Linked DNA regions of Mus musculus: region 2 is linked to region 1. A link is a contact called in public Hi-C data. All regions are on one chromosome and are shown on one strand. Each heading gives the region's core, a stretch centred on a gene start, on an enhancer-like site or on the middle of the called end of the contact. The rest is flanking DNA. Distances are from core to core; before and after follow the strand shown. Region 1 overlaps Pde4b (phosphodiesterase 4B, cAMP specific). Region 2 overlaps Sgip1 (SH3-domain GRB2-like (endophilin) interacting protein 1).

Region 1 (2,783 bases), core at 275-2,774:
GCACAAGCTGAACCTTTACTTCGTTTCTGCATTAAGCAAGAACAGTCAGGCAGGATTACAACACACGGGCAAACAGAAATAAGATCAACCATCTTATCAAAGACCCTGGCCACTCAGGACAAAGGAGGTCCCGAAGGAAATTACAAAAAAGAAAAGGGGAAAAATAAAAATAGCAGACATTTTCTTCAGTGTTCGGTATGATGTGTGTAACCTGGAATTCTGGGACAATCGGCTCAGTTACACCCATATATAAAGAGCCTTTATATACAAATAGAAGTCATAAAATAGAACTATACCAGAAAAGCTGGGAAATTCTCAAGATAGTGCCCCAAATGGTTTGAAAGAGCCTGTTTTGTCTAAAATAGCCATCCTATAAACATTTACCCCAGAACATGGACGCTGAACTGCCTGCAATGATTTGCAATGATTTCATATATGTCTAAATTTAAGGATGGCTAACTGCAAAATCATTAGTAAGGCAGCTAAAGTGAGAATGGTAAAAACTGTTCCCTTGAGCAAACACAGCTAAAAATAAGGTCTTGCTTATTAGTGGCCACGTTCCCTTGTTCAGAATTAATTTCTTCATTTAGCAGGAAAAGTTTTTTTTCCTCATATTAATCAGGACCTGGGGGACCAGCAGCATCTAGTCCCTTAGCATTTGCAGAAAGAGCCAAGTCCGTTCCTCACAGACTCCACATCGTGTTTTCGCGCTGCTGAGAGACACTGTCCACCCCCTCCCCCTGAAAGCTGGAATCATGCATGTTAGTAAGTATTTCAGTTATGCCATTGACGTCAATGGAGTCATTAAATAGATTGCTGGCCCTCCCAGAGGCAAATCACTGCCAGGGACCTAGATACAGACACTTTTTTTTTTTTTTTTCAAAGACAGCCATCAGGTTTTGCTATGAGAGAGAACGAAAAGTTTACACTGTAGCCGACTGTCTCCAAACAGTTTCTTTTTGCCCTTTGCATTTTGTTCCGGCCTTTCTTTCTCTTTGGTTACAGTAGACTCCAAAAGACACCCAGATATTATTGCCTAAATGTTTTGTGCACAAATGGATCTCCTGTAATTGAGACCATAGAGGAAGATACTGAACTTTGAAAAAAAGGAGTCTCTAGTTTGCTCTGTTCAGCCCATCTTGATGTTAATTCAGGGGCATACATTGTTCTAGCCAAATCACTGTTGTCTGCTACTGAAGTTGTTTGACGTTTGGATCCTTAAACAAACAGCGTCCTTCAAAGAGGCACACAGATTGCCTTTTCTGCTGCCTCTGCACGGCTCAAAGCTGTAGCCCTCATCTCTGAATCAATCTTTCTGCAGCTGTTTCGGGCTGTGGCACTGAGCCTCTGTAGCGAAGGGTGGAGGAGGAAGCCAGGAAGACAAACTGGTTCTCAGGGCTGTCTCATCTGCAGCAGTGTACCCACAGGAGGCTATCCACGTGCCTGTGTCCTCCCAAACCCCAGCTGCTGCCCGCCTCAAGCCCGATCACGTAGCAGCTTCCAGGCCTGTCGGAGAAAAGCCCTTCGGGACACAGCTGCCTCTTCCTGGGAATGCCTGCAGGCTCTGTTTACCTGAGCTGCAGCTGGAATGTCTGCCAAGGACTCGCTCCACACCTGGACTTTTCTACCACTGAGGCTCAGAGCCAGAAAGCTACCTTCATCATCTCTTCAGATCTGGCTCCCTTCATCTACCATGCAGGCTATAAAACTTACTTCTTACTACAGTCCTTGCCCCTCCAGTCCATGGATGGTTCCCTTCCTTTATTTATCACTGGGGTGTATAGAAATGCTAGACACTTGAAACTTTTGGTAACCCTTCTTGAGTTACGTGGAGACCCAGGTTCCATGTCCTCCCTGCTCTGTTCCCTTGTTCTGCAGTTCCTGGCTTGGGAGAACCAAAACTGCACCGTCTTCATCCATTTCTCTCTCATTGCCAGGACAGCCAGCTCCTTTAACCACTTCTTTCTAGTCTTTTCTTCTCTCCCGGCATAAAGGACTTTGTTTTCCTGTACCCAAAACATTATGGTCATCTTCCAACGTGGTTTGTTGTCCACAGTGTTTGCACGTTCTGACCCAACCTTCTTTCTGATCTAGCATGCTTCTTCTAAGCCCCATTATTGATTGTTTTGTTATTGTCTTGTTTTGATTTTGGGTGGTGTGTGTGAGTGTGCATGTGTGGGAGTGTATGTGCATTCGTGCGTGCATGCATGCATGCGTGCGTGCATGCATGTGTGCGTGAGTGCATGTGTCCTTGTCTCCCTTATTGCCTTACCCCTACATTGCTCAATTCATGGTTGTGTGAGATAAATATGCCAGCCTCCTGCCTCCTATCTTTCCACACTGACTCTTTTCCCAGGGCTGTATATGTTTTTTTTGCTTCTTCAATTCTTGAGTGACGATTAAAATAAACATGTATTTTCAATAAAAGGCCTGGTATATAGTATATATTTAGAAAATACCACATGATTTATCCATTTCCATCTGGAATGTACATTTTTATCATTTGAGACTACTTATCTGACATCTTCAGATTATGTCCCTATAATGTCCTATTCAATTATTATCTCAGAAACTTTTAATCAGTGTCTCAAAATCTCAAAAATAGTACTTGAAATATCTTGTTTTCTTCCCTAACCGAAGCATGAGTATCTCAAATGCATAGACAAATCCTCTAGTTTTGGGCTTCCAACTAAGAATGTAAAACCTAACTGATGCCCAGTAAACACTAATGGAATGAGCAAATAGCAGTGAATGATTGCCCAAGCTTGAGTCCGAAACATCGG
Region 2 (2,739 bases), core at 144-2,643, 340 kb after region 1:
CGTCCAGGTCCCCTAGAAGGCCACACACTGAGCAGTCGGCCACACCTGGGGGCGGGGGGGAGGGTGGCAAAGAGATGGAAAGGGAGAGGGAGAAGAAAAGAGAGTGGGAGAGAAAAAGAGAGAGTAGGAGGGGGGCTAAATGAGCCCCAGGGCAAGCTCAGCTAATTTGTATGTGGCCAAAGCCTTTCTTTCCCATTGCCAAGTCTATTAAAGTAAGTTATTCCTCACACCTTTGCCTCAGATGTCCCGTCTCTCTGAGGTCTTCTAATGAGGCATTACTTTATAGAGTCTCAAGTGTCTTTACTTAACTTCTCTTGAGTACAGAATTACTTACAGGAGAGCAAATTAATAACCTGGCTCCCCCCAACAGCGATGGCTAAAGGACAGGCTGTCTTGGGAAAGCTTTTGTTTTCATGAACCCCTGTTCTCAAATTGAATCATGGATCATACTTGGAGAAGGAACCATCCACACAAAAGGGTTCATAGAACGCTCGGGCAGTGTGCTGTCCCTCCAGCTTTAGATAATCCTTATATTAGCCTGCAATCAGTGAGACCTTGTTGGTGCCGGGCCTTTTTCAGAATTGTTGCAACCTGCTTAGGGTTGCTAGGCAACGCTAGGGTAGCAGCCAGCATCAACTTCAACTGATTGAACCTCCTCAGAGAGAGTGGGGCAAAAACCAGAGCTTCCTGATTTGATCATCATTAGAGAGGCTGATAGAGAGAGGAAGGGAGGGAGAGCCTTGCTAAGTGGCAGAATATGTGACTGCCCTGTTATCCTTCATTTTCACATAATTCAATAAGGTCAGTAACAATACCTCACTTCTAGAGATGAGACATCAGTGCCAGCCGGGGTTAGCAAGTTGCAGAAGGCCTTGATGTAAGCAAGGCTGAGAACAGAACCCTGCTCTAGAAAAGACGGGAAAGATCTGTAACCCAGACAGACCATTAAAGAGAAATGGCAACCGTTCCAGGAAACCAACATTTAAAATTAGAGGCCACACAAAGATGATGAATAACGAGGTTTAAAATAGAATTTATCCAATATAAAGTATCTCATTAAGAAAAGAAGAAAACTTATTAAAATGAAATACAGGTCTAAGGCTTGATTGGTTCTCTTATGGAATGCAGTATAAATTTGGCATTGTGTAGAAAATGGCGAATTAAAAGCTGCCTCTGTGTGTCCTGGTGAAGAACCCGTCTGTCTAATTCTGAAAGAGAAAGAATAGAGAAACGTCAGAAACTCACAGAGGGGATGGTAGGGCAGCTGGAGAGTGTGCACAAAAGGAAAGAAAGGCAGTATATAGAAAGAAGCAAAAGCCAACGAGATCCACAGAATCCTCCGACTGGAAGCAGCCTGAAGCAGCCATCAGCTAGCACCCACACACAGAGAGCTGCTTTGAGTCACCAGCGGGAGCCTAAAGCTGCAGTCTTCTGCAAGCACGGCATGTGGCTGTCCCGGAGAATGTGTGGAAGACCATAGATGAACAGCAGCATGGGAACACAAGAACTGTGCTGACCCAGGCCCGGTCCTGCCCAGCCCGTGAATGCATTTTCAGACTTTGTGGGTCACTCATCAGGGAAGGGGCCAGGAATCACAAAGGAAAAGAATGTCCAGCCACAGAGGTAAACACAAGCCTGCCAGCGCCCCCTCAACACTAATGCCTGAATGGAAAGCAGGCTTTCCAAGCACACCGGGAAGAGATGGGATTAGATGGCTTGCAGCCCCCATCGTCCCCCATTAGGACATTCTAACAGAAAGCTGTCCCCAGCACAGACGCTCACTCACTCACAAGGGGGGACATCTAAGTCCAACTTGTCTGGATCACTGAGAACAGGACCTCACTCCCCATCTGTAGGGACAGCTACAAGAAAAAAACTAACAAAGGAATGGGGGCAGCCATGTTATCCCACCTAAGAAAAGTACAAGCTAGTGGTATACTTCCCATTTCATTTTAATTTTCTTTGTTATTTTAATTCACACCTTTTCATCTCTCTTATATAGTTCCTTTTGGTCTGAATCTTGCCTGAACAGGCTTTTCCATCTCTTTTCCTGAGTCTCTTCCTTTGTATTTTCTCTATTAGTCCTCACACTTCTAACTCACATACTGGGGCTCTCCCATAGCTCACATCGCTCCCTGAAGATCTTCCCTCCTCCTCCTCCTCTCTTTTCTCTCTTCCTCCTCCTTCTCTTCTTCTCTTTTTCCTCTTCCTCCTCTTTCTCTTTTTTTTTTTTTTGGTGGGGGGAGAGGGTTGCTTGTTTTTCAAGACAGGGTCTTTCTGTGTAGCCTTGGTTGTCTTGGAACTCACTCTGTAGACCAGGCTGGCCTCAAACTCACAGAGATCCACCTGCCTCTGCCTCCCAAGTGCTGGCATTAAAGACGTGCATCGTCACCACCAGCTCCTTTTACCTAACTATTAACTCTAGCAGCTCTAAAACACTGTAAACTGCATTTTTTTTTCTTAAAGTACCCTGGTGTCCCTGTCTCCGAACCTTACTGGGAACATAAGTTTTTGGTTGGTTGGTTGGTTTTGTTTGTTTTGTTTTTATTCTGTATGTATACCAAGATTGCCATAAATCGCCATGTTTGAATATATAGTTTGCTTCACCCAAAAAATTGTAATGAGGGAGAAATCCAAGCAGAAACCATTTGACCAGAAGACTCCCATAAATTACATTAAACAAAAAAGTGAAAAGAAAGGACAAATTAAAACCTGGAGTTCATAAAGATCCCAATAAAT

The links. A called contact is a pair of places that touch in the nucleus more often than the background predicts.
Region 2: a Hi-C map of cortical neurons shows a contact between it and region 1, with 2.6 times the contacts expected there. The contact joins two enhancer-like sites. A contact is called at or near these places in 2 of 484 Hi-C or Micro-C datasets (cortical neurons and nephron progenitors).

What each region holds. Positions count from the first base shown.
Region 1 is chr4:102,510,302-102,513,084 of GRCm38.p6, forward strand. The region is part of intron 5 of Pde4b (phosphodiesterase 4B, cAMP specific); the gene reads left to right. It overlaps Gm52668 (a long non-coding RNA gene), which reads right to left. Exons shown (of 3, transcript XR_003955083.1): 3 at 1-26. Among named protein-coding and RNA genes, the nearest start is that of Gm52668, 3.8 kb to the right of the region's middle. Within about 2 kb of position 1,525, at least 242 of the 459 cell types and tissues checked have an H3K27ac peak or open chromatin away from gene starts, as enhancers often do. A contact at or near this core is called in cortical neurons, where this site is marked.
Region 2 is chr4:102,854,843-102,857,581 of GRCm38.p6, forward strand. The region is part of intron 2 of Sgip1 (SH3-domain GRB2-like (endophilin) interacting protein 1); the gene reads left to right. Among named protein-coding and RNA genes, the nearest start is that of Sgip1, 96 kb to the left of the region's middle. Within about 2 kb of position 1,394, at least 57 of the 459 cell types and tissues checked have an H3K27ac peak or open chromatin away from gene starts, as enhancers often do. A contact at or near this core is called in cortical neurons, where this site is marked.